Regions from separate parts of the Sus scrofa genome. Here region 1 is linked to region 2. Evidence: chromatin contacts called from public Hi-C data. All regions are on one chromosome and are shown on one strand. The core of a region is the stretch at or near the end of the contact, and the rest is flanking DNA. Distances in the headings are between cores, read along the strand shown. Region 1 overlaps LOC106510020. Region 2 holds the start of NDUFAF6 (NADH dehydrogenase (ubiquinone) complex I, assembly factor 6).

The links. Hi-C and Micro-C count contacts between places; a contact is called where the count stands out from the background.
Region 1: a contact with region 2 is called in a Hi-C map of skeletal muscle, with 2.3 times the contacts expected there. The contact joins the enhancer-like site here to the promoter of NDUFAF6 in region 2. A contact is called at or near these places in 1 of 5 promoter capture datasets (liver) and 4 of 47 Hi-C or Micro-C datasets (fibroblasts, liver and skeletal muscle).

What each region holds. Positions count from the first base shown.
Region 1 is chr4:41,691,140-41,698,785 of Sscrofa11.1, reverse strand. All of the region lies in intron 3 of LOC106510020, which reads right to left. Among named protein-coding and RNA genes, the nearest start is that of NDUFAF6, 39 kb to the right of the region's middle. Within about 2 kb of position 5,120, at least 8 of the 83 cell types and tissues checked have an H3K27ac peak or open chromatin away from gene starts, as enhancers often do. A contact at or near this core is called in skeletal muscle, where this site is marked.
Region 2 is chr4:41,653,551-41,660,696 of Sscrofa11.1, reverse strand. It overlaps NDUFAF6 (NADH dehydrogenase (ubiquinone) complex I, assembly factor 6), which reads left to right and starts at 5,015. Exons shown (of 9, transcript XM_001925041.6): 1 at 5,015-5,240. The coding sequence starts at 5,044. LOC106510020 reads right to left here and starts at 4,935. Exons shown (of 5, transcript XM_013996593.2): 1 at 4,780-4,935.

The DNA of each region.
Region 1 (7,646 bases), core at 3,871-6,370, 38 kb before region 2:
TCCAGTGTTACTGTGGCTGTGGTGTAGGCTGCCAGCTGTAGTTCCAATTTGACCCCTAGCCTGAGAACCTCCATATGCTGCTGTAGGTGTGGCCCTAAATAGACAAAAGACACACACACACACACACACACACAAAAGGAAACCAACTGTGCCTACACCCTGGTCTTGGACTTCCAGCCTCTAGAATTGTGAGAAAATAAATGTTGTTTAAACCATCCATTCTGTGGTGGTTGTTATAGCAGCTCTAGCAAACTAATACAAAGGATTATGCCATTTGCTTTATAATAAATCAAGAAAAGAACTTGTTTATTTCATAAAAGAACTTATATTCAAGAACATGAACCAGACCAGAACATGTTCAGAGTTCATCCTCTATTCTGAAGAGAGGAGCATGGCAGAGGGAGCAGAAGGGACTGACTTTCCCCTGTGCTTTCACACATGGCCACAGGGCAGGCCCCAACCTGGGACCAAGATCACCCCTGCCAGGATTTTAGGGAGCACTTAAGGGTGGATTAAAAAAAAGGAGAGAGAGAAAATACAAAAGCATATTTTTAGCATACAATGTAAAAGGGAAAATGATCTTTTCTTTCACTAACAGATATACATGGAACATATATTTGGACTCTGTTGTTTCAGTGACTCTAACAGAGGACATTTTGCTGGGTTTTAAAAAGTTTGCAGATCTCCGCAGCCGTTCTTGTTACAACACGTAGAGGAGCTAGCTCTCAATTAGTTGTCTTATTAAAAGGACTCACAGGGCTACCTATTATTAGTGTATATTATTTTTCTCAATGCTTCAGACACTTTGGCATTTATTTTACTGTTGCCATAGAAACCCAAGTCTTTAATAAGCAGCTCTTTTAATTCTGACAATTAGGCTTATATAAAAGAATATATTAATGAGATGAAGAATTTGGAGAGCCCTTCCAGAGGACTGGCAGAAGAGCCTTATTCTCTAAAGAGTTACAAAATTAGCTTAGATTATTCTTTGTCACAATTGCCTCCTTTGTCAATTGCTGGGTGTTCATTAGTCAGGCCTTCCTAGGATCTGTGTTCTCCATAAGGATTGGAGGTTTGCTTATTTCATAGAAACTGTAATTCCATCCACCCCAGTCTCCCTTACACCTGGGCTGCTCTCCTGATTAGAGGAGATGCCAGTTCTCCTTTTTGCTATAAATCAAAAAATGCTTGGGTTTATCTTAAAGCTTCACAGAAGAATAAAGCATTTTTTTTAATCAGTCAAGAAAAAAACAATTGTGCCTTTCTATATTATAGGATATTTGGAAGCCATAAGTCTTGTCTTTCTTACGTTCATTGCCTGTAAAAATATTTTGGAGTCATATTTATTAATTTTAGTGATAGGTAACCCATGTATATAGCACAACAATCAAGAGGCAGATAGTGAAATATTAGTCTCCTTTCTATGCCTGTCTCCAGGTGCTTTGTATTCTTCCTTCATATTCTTTGAAAGCTATTCTCTGCGGACAGACACACACACACACACACACACACACACACACACACACACTGGCAGTATATTATGCATATTGTACATTGTACTGCACCATGCCTTGTTTTCATTTACTACTAAAAATTTGGATGCTCAAATTTGGATGCTATTCTATTTCACTACATAGAGAGCTGCCTTGTTCCTCATAAAGGCCTTTTCCTATAATTATTTAACAGACAGTATTGAGTATTGCAGGCCTTATGCGGGACCCATATCAAGGTAGACACCACAAAGTCCACACTCCCAGGAGCCCACAAAAGAGTCAAAGAGGTGGCCATCTGCAGAAGCGACCACTGCCCAGTGCATAGCGGTGTGAGGCATCAGTGGAAGGTGTCAGTGGAAACCTGCAGGAGGGAGCTTGGCTTGGTTCAGAAGAGGGACAGAGGGTTCACAGGTAAGATCTTGAGCAGCATCTTGAAAAGGAAGCCAGAGGCCCCAGGTAGCCAAGGAGGGCAAGTCCATTTCAGGTAAAGTGAACAATGAATGCCAAGTCCTCTAGAGTAGAAAATGGCCTGGTATTTGGGGGAACAGACAGTGGTTTGTTATGGCTAGATAGCAGGGTGTGTGTGTGTGTGTGTGTGTGTGTGTGTGTGTGTGTGTGTGTGTGTGTGTGTGTGTGTGTGTGTGTGTTAGACCAGATCAGTGGCTCTCAAACTTTTTGACCACAACCCAGGGTGTGTGTGTGTGTGTGTGTGTGTGTGTGTGTGTGTGTTAGACCAGATCAGTGGCTCTCAAACTTTTTGACCACAACCCAGAGTTAAGAAATATGTTTTACATCATCACATAGTGTGTGCAAACGGAAACAAAAATTTCATGAAACAATACTCTTATTAAATGTACTGTTTTTTTCCCTACTGAATTCTACTCTATTTTTTTTAAATGCCAGTCATGACTCACTACATGGGTTTCAAAAACCACTAATAGGCACTATGTGCAAGTTGGGAAATCATGGAGTATTTATTGTTGAAAGACTCCGATAGTCTATAAAGTAGTGAGCCTTTACCTGATTCACATGACTCTGACCACGTTTTAAATATGACTAGATTGACAAGACTCAAGAAGCTTATTTGGATATTTATTAAGCTCCTATAAAGTCTAAGATGTTGTGCTACATACTGAGGTACAAGGGTCAGGCAAAACTACCTTCACAGAACTAAAAATTGGTCTCATAGATGAATGATTTGCTGCAGTAATTCAAAAGGCATAGTTTAATATAAAAGTAAAACATGACTGTTGTAAAGAAAATTCAAACAATGGTAAAAGTATATAACATACAAATCCCTCCCCACTTTTTAAATGGCCACATCTGCAGCATATGGAATTTCCTTGGCCAGGGAAAGAATCTGAGCCACAACCTACACCTCAGCTGCAGCAACACTGGATCCTTTAACCCACTGCACTGGACCTGGGATCGAACCTGTACCTCCACACCAACCCTAGCAGCTGCAGTTGAGTTCTTAATCCACAGTGCTACTTGGGGAATTCCAAAATACCCTCTTTTTATAAGTGGAAAAAAAAAAACCTGACGCTTTTCGAGCATAAAGTGTATTTCATTAGGAAAGGAGGACTGAAATTCAGGTTGGTTGAATCTCTGACCCTCTGGGAAATGTTTTGGGGGAGTGCAACTCAGTTTTCCGATGCTTGATTAACCACACTAGAATAGTCAATTTCATGTATCAAACTTCATTGGACTAAGGGATGGACAAGTAGCTGGTCCGACATTATTTCTTAGAGGGACCGTGAGGGTATCTCTGAAAGAGATAAGCACTTGAATCAGCAGACTGAGTGAAAGTTGCTCTCACCAAAGGCAGGAGTTCCCGTCATGGCTCAGTGGTTAACAAACCCGACTAGTATCCATGAGGACTCTGGTTTGATCCCTGGCCTCACTCAGTGGGTTAAGGATCTGGCATTGCCATGCACTGTGGCATAGGTCACAGACACGGCCTGGATCTGGCATTGCTGCAGCTGTGGCATAGGCTGGCAGCTACAATGCTGATTCGATTCCTAGCTTGGGAACTCCCATATGCTGCCAAGTGTTTTTTAAAAAAAAGGCAAAGGAAGAGTAATCTGCTCTCTCAACTGGAACTGACACATCCATCTCTTCCTGTCCTTGGATACAGAGGACATTGGTTCTTGAGTCTGCCTACCCACACAGGGACTTAACCATCACCCCCTTTCCCCACTCTCAGGCCTCTGGACTCAGACAGAATTACAGCACCAGCCTTCTTGGTTCTCTGGCTTATAGACAGTGGGACTTCTTGGCTCCCATAGCCACGTAAGTCAATTTCTACACTAAATCTCCTTTTATATCCTAGTCTCTGGAGAACTCTGACTAATACATCTATCTTGAAAGAGCAGGTCTAATCAAGTTTTTGATCCAGAAAAGTTGAGGCCCTAAGCCTTTGGTGCCATATTTTGGATACTATTTTTTTTTTTTTAATTTTTAGGGCTGCACCCGCAGCATATGGAAGTTCCCGGGCTGGCCTACGCCACAGCCACAGCAATGTGGGATCTGAGCTGCATCTGTGACCTACACCACAACTCACAGCAACGCCGGATCCTTGACCCACTGAGCGAGGTCAGGGATTGAACCCGCATCCTCTTGGATACTAGTCGGATTAGTTTCCACTGTGCACAATGGGAACTCCCGGTGCCTCACCTTGGTAATGCCACTCTGTGATGACATCTGACCAGGCAGCCAGCCTGCTGGTCTCCCTGCATCTTAACTGCAACAGGAAAGCTTTCAGGCGAGTGAGGACACGGAACAATGCTATTACTGCTGACATGACCTAATCACTTTTGAGTGGATCTGCCCAGATGCTTTTTGCCTGATTCCCCGAAGGCTGTCTAAAGATTAAACTAAGTAAGATTCCTGTAGTCTTGCATAAACATTTGCTCCTGTTTGGCTGGCCAAGACTGGGCTCCTAAACCTCTAAACGGAGCAGGGGAGGAAACAATGTAAGGAAGTTTGATATGATCGCACCTTGGGGACTCAACCCATAAGTCCCTGAGCATCTGCAGATGGCAAGTCTCTGTTGGGGGAGGGGGGCCTCAGAGTCAAAGTTCTGCCACCATATTTAACACTGAGGAATAGTTGGAACAGTGTAATAAGCTTCATCAAGCGTTCTTTGGAAGCAGAGCATTTTATAACCATTGTGCTTATCCACGGTTAGACACACACAGAGGGTCAGATGAACCTATCCTTATTTAGGTGGGAAGAAATTTGGAGACGATGAAAAGAAGATGTAGTGACTCCTACAGTTGTTAGATCATGTTCAGGGAAATGTTGCCTTTGACTTTATTTATGAGTGGTTTTATATTTCCAGTATATTTGGTTCCTGATCTATTTATAAAATGTTTCCGAGCTCGTTCCGCATTCTTTGGACACTTCCTGATAAAAATATCGTTTGCTCTCTGTCTAGAGCGCTGTTTCTCCATTAGGGATATTATGTTGCTTACTTTCTTCTCTATTCATTTTCTAGTCAGGACAAGGCAATTCAGGACATTATTTGTTGAACATGTGCTACAAGCACCTCAGGGTGGAAACTCTCTCACCTAACTTTCTTTTTCCTCCGCACAACAGCTGGCACACAGGAGTGCAATGGTAAACAGTTAACTCTTAGAGAGCACCACCTACACAGACTCAAGTCTTGCATCCAACTCACTTGTTATCTGGTAGGGAGAGATGGCCAAGAACATAACTAAAACGTGAAACAATCTCTAAAGTGCCACCAGGTGTCACAGGCTTTAGGCTCCCGAAGGTGATCATAATTGATTTGGGGGCGGGGGGAATTCAGTGAAATTCTTATACCAGTAAATGAAGTTTGAATTGGACCTGGAATGATTGTTAGGATTTCAACATTTATTTCACATTACCGAGCACCCGTTACACAAGATGCTGGGTCACAGACTCTGCATCTAGTTGAGGACCTAGACTCTAGCAGAGGAAATAATGTGAATTCATTGAGATCCTATTGGGGGCAAGTAAATGAAACCAGCTTATACCAACTTCAGCAAAGGAGGCACTTGAATGGCCTATACAATTGCGAGGCCCAGGAGGGCATCAGGTGTAAGTGGATCTCAGAAGTCAAATAATGTAATCTCTGTTTGGGTCTCTTTTTTTTTTTCCCCCATTACAATTGGGCTTCCTCTATGTGGTAATGGTTAGAAGTCATGGTGTGGAAATCAGCCATAGAGAACTTGTGGTTTATGTCACCTCACCTAGTAGACCTAAAGAGAGATCTTTTCACTTTCCACAGATATGATCCTGAGAAGAAATGCTGATTGGCCCCGTTTGGGTCATGTGCCTATAATTACAGCCAGACAGTCCTGGAGCCACATTTGAGAACCACCCTAGTTAGATCCACAATGAGTGAGAAGGGTCCTTGCTTTAACTGCAGGGCGAACCTGTTACTCAAGGAAGGGAGAGGCCCGGGAGGAAGGGATGTTGGGCACAACAGATAACCTCTCCAAGTGTAAAGAAAAAATTACAATAAAATGTGACGAGGGCTGTAATAGAGATGTGCATTTAGTACCATAAGAACACTGATAAAAGGGGTGATTTGTGTCATGGAGAAAGCATTCCTCATGGAGCAAATACATAAGCAGTGGTATAGAGGTGAGAAAGCAATGGAGATACATATGGTCCAATTGGGTTCAGCACAAGTACAGAGGGGGCAAAAGATGATGGAAAATTTGGAGATATTTCTTTTAAAACATTTTATTGGAATACACTTGACTTACAAAGTTCTATTAATTTCAGGTATACAGCAAAGTAAATAAGTTATACATATACATCCATGCCTTTTCAGATTATTTTTCCATATAGGTTATTACATGGAATTGAGTACATTTCCCTGTGCTATACAGTAGGTCCCTGTTACCTGTCTATTTTATATATAGCAGTGTGTATATATCACTCCCAACTGCCTAATTTATCTGCTCCCCCATTTCCCTTTTGGTAAACGCAATTTTGGCTTCAAAATCGTTGAGTCTGTTTCTGTTTTGTAAGTTCTATTGTATCATTGTATTAGACTCCACATATTAGTGATTTCATATATTTGTTTTTTTCTGACTTACTTCACTTAGTATGATAATCTCTAGGTCCATCCATGTTGCTGCAAATGACATCATTTTGCTTTTTTACAGCTAATACTCCATTGTATATACATGTACCACACCTTCTTTATCCAGTCCTCTGCTGATGGACATTTAAGTTGCTTCCGTATCTTTGCAACTGTAAGTAGTGCTGCAATGAACATCGGGTGCATGTATCTTTTTAAATAATGGTTTTCTCCAGATATTTACCCAGGAGTGGGGATTGCTGGATCATATGGTAGATCTATATTTAGATTTTTAAGGAAACTTCATACTGTTCTTCATAGTGGTTGCACCAGCTTACATCCCACCAGCAGTGTAGGAGGGCCCCCTTTTTGGGAATGTTTTTAAAGTGATGACTTTGGGCCCTTCTGGGGAAGGTTTTAAATGTAAGCTCAGTTGATACTTAAATTGGTGGGTTCACAGGGAGGGATGTGGTTGGAGTTATAATTTTAAAATGCTCCCTGGACAAGGGTATGGAGCACACAGCAAAGTTCTTTACTTTTCAGCTGCTCACCTGGCCTGCCACTCCTCCCCCACCTCCAGAACGCTGCCCCCCCCCCCCCCCCGCCTGCCCGGTAGCCTCTGCCTCTTCAGCCTTAAATTCTCCTGCCCCTTCAATTTTGTATGACCTGGGAAAATCCTAATCCAGGGCCAGGCCCTCTTTCTGTGCTTTCTCCACATCTGACTCCAGGAGCTGAACAGTGCTCCAGGGCAAACCGGTGCAAGGAAAGTTCAAGTTGGCCGACTTTCAACACTCCCTCTGCATGGCCAGACAACGTTCCAACTCACCTTTGCTTCTCCTTTCATTTTCTCAATGGTGATTTCAAATCTCTTCTAATCCTTTAAGCCTCTCTCTTCCTTGCTCATCCTACTGCTACCTCCAGCTGGTGAATCTCACCACCTCTCTCGGCCATTGTGTTCTTCCCTGCGCTTTCAGTTACATGCCAGTGACTCCCAATTTTAAAATGCAGAAAGCTCTTCAATACTTAGATGCTTCATGTAGTTGTCAACATTGAAATAAACTCTTCTATAGTGC
Region 2 (7,146 bases), core at 3,766-6,265:
AACAGTTTTTTGCTATTGTTTATGGTCATGACCCCATGAAACTTGAAATCTGACTCACTGCTAGATCTTACTATTTAACGTTTAGAGAAGCACATATATTGTTATATGCCATGCACAAAAATGATGAAGAAATTCCTGTCTGAAAGAGAAAAGCATCTTGCAACTTCCCCTTACACTATTGCTGCTGGCTGGCCACTAGCAATGGGTCATCTTGGACACGCGGGTGAGGACTATACCCCTTAAATGATGGAACAAGACTGAAAGAGCCTAAATCTCAGGTACCCTGGATTCTTCCTGCAACCCTAGACTGCTGACACCCAAACTGCGACTTGAAAAAAACAAATGTCTACTTCGTTTACAGCAGTGTTATTTTGTGTCTTGAACCTATATCCTTATTAATCTAACAATAGTCATCCCACTTTATAATCATTTATTTAGTTGTGATGATTTTTGTGTGTTTAAATATTTTTACCACTAAGGGGTAAGTTCTTTGAGGACATGGAGCATATGTATTTGTTCTCTCTGGAATCCTAGCAACTGGTACAGGGCAGGCAGAGAGAAGACTTCCAATAAATGTTTCAAAATGAATGGAATAATGGCTTAAGAAAATGTGTATGACCATGTTAGGGAATCAAATTACAGTGTACAGGCCATGTGTAAAAACAAGCAAAGAGCCTATGCATGGAAAAAAAGTATGGAAGAAAATATAAAATGTGAACAGTAATTATTTGAATTACAGGTTTTAGCATGGTTTTTTCTACATCTGCCAGTACTTTCCAAATTTCCTTTAATGAGATTAAAAAATGGGTTTGGTATTACACTCTTTTAGTTTTTGTTTGTTGCAAAAATTCTTTATTTCTCCTTCTATTTTAAATGATATTCTTGCTGGGTAGAGTATTCTAGACTGCAAATTTTTCCCTTTTAGAACTTTGGATCTATCTTGCCACTCTCTTCTGGCCTGTAGTGTTTCTGTAGAGAAATCAGCTGATAGTAGCCTTAAGGGGGTTCCCTTACAATTAATGCTTTGATTTTCTCTTGCTGCCTTTAGAATCCTCTCTTTAGCCTGAACTTTTGCCATTTTTATTATAATATGTCATGGTGTGGGCCTGTTTGGGTTTAACTTATTTGGGGCCCTCTGTGCTTCCTGTATCTTGATAGCTATTTCCTCTAGATTTGTAAAGTTTTCAGCCATACTTTCTTCAAATATATTTTCCTTCTTTCTTTTCTTTTTTTTTTTCTTTCTTTTTTTTTTTTTTTTTTTTTTTTTTTTTTTTTGTCTTTTTGCCTTTTCTAGGGCTGCTTTCCGTGGCATATGGAGGTTCCCAGGCTAGGGGTCTAATCAGAGCTGTAGCCACTGGCCTAAGCCAGAGCCACAGAAACACTGAATCTGAGCCTCGTCTGTGACCTACACCACAGCTCATGGCAATGCCGGATCCTTAATCCACCGAGCAAGGCCAGGGATCGAACCTGCAACCTCATGGTTCCTAGTTGGATTCGTTTCTGCTGTGCCACAACCGGAACTCCTGCTTAGATTTTTTTCTTATTTTGTGAGTTTAGGGAAAACAACTACTATAGTCCTGGAGAGCTATTTATATGCAAGAGTGCCCCTGGGTATTTTGTGAGGGCTTAATACTTATTTCTGGTGTGAGAGCTACTTTTGGTTTGTATGCTTGCAGTCTCTTTCCTCAGTGTGTGCAGGCTGTTATCCCCTTGATAGGGTGCTGTGCATGGTTCCAGGGAGATGGAGGCAATGGGCAGGGCTGGTAGTAGTGCCCAGTTGCTGGACCCTTGACAGTGACAAGGACCCGCCAGAAGGTGGCACTGGTTGCTTCTAGTTGCAGGGCCCTGGGAAGTAGCAGTGACCCTCAGGCAAGTGTAGGCTGTGCAGGGAGTGTTTCGTAGTGGCAGTGGCAGGGCATGTGTGTTCCCAGAGGAGTAAGAGCAACAATGGGTGGGGCTCAACTGCAGCACCTTCCTCTGTACTGATCTCTGAGGGGACTGGAGCCACAGGTGGTAGCACAGGGAACTATATCTAATCACTTGTGATGGAACATGATGGAAGATAATGTGATAAAAAGAATGTATGTGTGTATGTGTGTGTATACACACATATATAACTGGTACAGCAGAAATTGACAGAACATTGTAAATCAATTATAACAAAATTTTTTTTCAAAAAGTAACAAAAACAAAATGAACTTATGAGAAGTTAGCTGATCCCTGAACTCCATGGCAAAGCTGGAGGAGTATTCCTGTGTGGGGAGATTTAACCAGCTGTGGTCTTGGTGCAGAACCTCTCAGACCCTTTAGATACTCAAGGTGTCATATAAAAGCCAACAGGCTAGCCTGACTCTTAACATAAGGAATGAAACTCACTTCCAGAGGCCATGGAAAAATAAGAGGTGGAGAAGTATTCTGGAACAATAATGCATAATTCTTTATAATATAGCAATGAACCATGAGACAATATTTATTGGCTAAAGCTTGGAAGCAAACGTTATTATATCTCATGACACAGATGGATCAGTTATAATTACCATGGAGAGAGTCATATACTCAAAGAGGACAGAGTAAGCAACTACAACATCTAAAGTCCAGTTAACAAACCATACTTATGTGGTCATTTATTTCTCAAAGTTAATTTTCTGTTTAAGCACTGAGCTTCTTCTTAATTATAATGCTAACTGAATAAAAGTGTACACATATTTCAAATATACTGGGGTTTTTTGGTGGAGGGAGGGGGGCTGTGCCTGCGGCATGCAGAAGTTTCTGGGCCAGGGATCGAATCTCTGCCACAGTGGTAAACAGAGTCTCAGCAGTGACAATGCTGGATCCTCAACCCACTGAGCCACCAGGGAATTATTTTGATACCAAGAAGTTACATTAAGGAAATCATTTCATGTGCTCATAATTCCAAAAAAATTAATTAAAGATTAGCAAATAATAGCTATTCAATAAATGTTAGCTGGTGATAGTGTGTTATCCATAGAATAATTTTAAAAGTTCTTAATTTTTCCTCTATTGCCATTAAGTGAAATTCTGTCTTCAGGCTCATAACACTTTTAGTATGCATTTATGATTACTAGAATTACTAGATATGGCTGTATTTTTTTAATATATATAGATTGACTGGCCTAGAGACAATAAAACAAAAGAAACAGACCCATCAGAAAGATGTGAAACTAGGTATTAGAAATAAAACAAAAGAGAAGTTAATAATAACTAATGACAGCTGTTAAAAAAATAATTTTTAACAAAACTGTACAGTCAAGACTCTCATACAGAAGTAAAAATCAACATATGTCAAAAATTTCATTGAACTCTTTAGTTAGTGGGGGAACCAGTAAAATATTGCAACCAATTCAAAGAAGTATTCAAACTACTAGACTTACACAGGCGGTCAGGAATGCTTAAGTAAATCTGCTTAAAAGATATGAAAACTTGCAAAACTGGTCAGTATCCAACAGACAATAATCAAATGGCTCACCAAAGGATATAATTTGCATATTTATGGACAAGAATAATTTGCATTATTGTCAATAGTCTACCACTTACAGAATTGTAAAATAGTTCAAAGACAATGAAAGGCACAAAGACCCCACATAATTAGATAATGCGGACAATGTCTAAGGTTCCATTGAGTACCCAGCAATCTTTTTGGTTATTGTAAACTATCTTTCTATATGTTTTTCCTACATGGTTGACTTGTTTTGAGTGCTGTTTATAGGCCAGGCACTACCTTAGGTGCCTTAAATGTATTAATTCATTTAATTCTCAACAGAACTTTATGAGAGAGGTTCTACTATTATTTCCATTTCATAGCAGAGGAATTTGAGGCATAAGAAAAAGTAAGTCTGTCACCTAAGGTCACAGAGATAGGAGGCAGAGCCAGAATATGAATCCAGGTAGTGCTATACCAACTATGCTGCCACAGAATGGAAAAAAAAAAATGATATGACCTCACCAGTTAGGTATGAATATGAAAGGATGACTCCATAATGTTTCCCCTAGTTATGAGAAGGGGGACAGTGGCCAGAAAAATGAAGAGACTAAGAAGATTAGTTAGTTTGATTTGGTTTTTAGACATAAGGACTTTGAAATAAAGGTAGGATGTTGAGATGGAAAAATCCAGACAGGCAGAAGACCAGAAGTAGAGATGTAGATACGTGATTTTTTTTTTTTTTTTTAATGGAGCTTTAAACTTTGGTATCAGAAAGACTAGTGTGTAACTGTCAGAGCTAAAGGACAGAAGCCCAGGGAAAAAAAGAGATGCAGCAGGGACTGAGGTCCCGCATTAGCGGAAAAGAGGCAGTCTCAGGAAGTAAAATCAGAGCAGGGTGAATTGGCTAGAGCTCTTAGGTCCAGACTCCAGGTCTAGCTCTTAGGTGCAGTTTGAGGGGCAAAATTAAGCTGGAGTTACAAATGCTAATAGTTAGGGGTAGGGCTGAAAGGTAAAAACAGGCTTTGAAAGGTTTTACCCAACACGCAGTAAAGTGTGTCAAGCAGGTAAGAGTCATGATCAGAGGTATATTTTAGAAAGAACTTGCGTGGCTGCAACAAGAAAAGTTTGAGCAAATCTGGAGGCAAGAGGTGTCACTGAGATCGAGAGGCAGGCAGCTGCCGGCTTGGACCAGGTCAGTTCGTGGCAACTAGACCCACCTGTAACATTTGAGGGGCCTGAGTGTAAGAGTACCAAAGAAGGCTCACATACCATGTGAATAAATATTTAAAATTTGCAAATCAAGCTAGTAAACTGTCAGTTATTCTCTATCCTCCTACCTTGATAAATATATCTTCAGAAGGACCTGGAAGGGATGAGGAGAGGCCAAGATCCGTCTTAGGCGGGGCTTTCCTGGAACCTATAAGGCCGAGGAGTGCGGCGGCGGCGCATTTGTAGAGGACCACAGCGACACCTGGCTCTTCTCCGAGTGGCATTCGCAGTTCGCCTTCTAGCAACTAGGAGAAGCTAGGCGGGACCTGCTGGGGGCGTGGCGTGGCCGGGCGCCAACAGCCCGGGGTCAAAGGGCACGCGGCGTCGGTGTCATGGCCGCCTCCATGCTGGGTTCGGCGTGGGGCCCGCTACGGCTTGGCCTTCCGGGCCTGTGCCGCCGCCGGCCGCCCGGCGGTTTGTGGGCCCGCGCACGGCGGCTGCCGGGGTCCGCGGGGTCAGGGCGAAGCGTGGCCGCGGCGAGCGGATCGGGTGCCTCGGGCACGGACCGCTACTGCATGGAACTGCTGCGGTGAGCGAGCCGGGTCTGCCCCTGGTGGGAGGTAGGGGAGCAGCTGGAAGGGGCCTTGGTGGGCTCTGTGGGCCTCCGAGCTCTCCTGGACTAGCGGACCTGCACATTCCTCGCATCACTCGGCGAGTGTGCTCGGGTTGGCCCCGGTGGGATGTATGGGGGGAGTGTGGCAACGAGAACTTTCACGCCGGTGACAAAATTGTGGCAAAATTCCTCTGGCTGTCACCTTATCTGAACCTTAGCTTTTACCTAATCGTGCACAGCTTTTGTAAAATTTGAGAAATGACCAGTAACTGATTTTAATGACAACAGTAGCTAACTTGGAGTTCTTCCTTCTGTCAAGCACTATGCAAAATAGTTCACAAATAACTTATTTCATCTTCGTTATAAGGTGTGACAGACAGGTGTAGACCTACCACTTAAAGATATGTGGATCAAAGCATTTAGAAAGTGCCTGGCACAAAGCAAGGGTACAATGAGTACAGTATAAAGTTTATCTCATTTAACAGACATGGAAACCAGGATTTAGAGAGATTTGGGAATTTACCTGAGTTCGGTAAAATAGCTTATAAAATCAGAATCTTGATGATAGTTTTGTTCCTGTAACATCTGAAAGGCCTGGCACCTTGGAGCGTTGTTAGTCATTTGTGAAGAGAATTGAATGAATCAGGTTACCTGGCACATCTGAAGTCCGAGTCTGACTGCAGAGTTGGATGGCTTAGTTTCTTTTTTTTTTTTTAATTTTGATTTTAATGATTTAAAAAAGTTTTTTTCCATTATAGTTGGTTTACAGTGTTCCGTCAGTTTTCTACTGTACAGCAGTGACCCAGTCACGCATATACACACACATATGTATATATACATTATTTTTCTAACATTATCTTCCATCATGTTCCATCCTAAGTGACTAGATATAGTTTCCTGTGCTATAGAGCAGGATCTCATTACTTATCCACTCTAAGTGCAATAGTTTGCATCTATTAATCCCAGATTCCCAGTCCATCCCTCCACTCCACCCCCCCGCCCCCACCCCACCCCCTGTCAGCAAGCACAAATCTCTTCTCCAAGTCGGTGAGTTTCTTTTCTGTGGAAGGTTTATTTGTGCCATATATTACATTCTAGATATAAGTGCTACCATATGGTATTTGTCTTTCTCTTTCTGACTTAACTTAGTATGAGAGTCTCTAGTTCCATCCACGTAGCTGCAAATGGCATTATTTTTTTCTTTTTTATGGCTGAGTAGTAGATGGCTTAGTTTTCACTTTGCTTCTCCTATCCTTGATTTATAACAGTGGTATAAAGACTCAAAAGTACCTGGTCCCAAGGACTTCTGAGAAGTGCTAGAATAATTAAATTACCTTGGATTTGATTGGGCTAGTAAATCCAATTTTTAAAAATTCTATTTTACCAAAATGTAGCATAACGACAAAATTCCCATGCATTTCAGTATTTTGTTTTTAACCCTTATTTATTTAGTTAGTTTTTGGTCTTTTTAGGGCCACACCTGTGGCATATTTAGGTTCTCAGGCTAGGGTTCAAATTGGAGCTGTAGCCGTTGGCCTACACCACAGCCACAGCAGCGCCAGATCTGAGCCATGTCTTCGACCTGCACCACAGCTCACAGCAGTACTGGATCCTTCACCCACTGAGCAAGGCCAGGAATGGAACCTGCGTCTTCATGGATCCTAGTCAGGTTCATTTCCACTGAGCCATGATGGGAACTCCTTTGACCCCTTTTTATTTTTTTATTTTTTAAAAATTTTATTTGTTTATTTATTTATTGTCTTTTCTAGGGCTGCTCACGTGACATGTGGAGGTTCCCAGGCTAGGGGTCTAATCGGAGCTGTAGGCCTACACCAGAGCCACAGCAACGCGGGGTCTGAGCCACGTCTTCGACCTACACCAC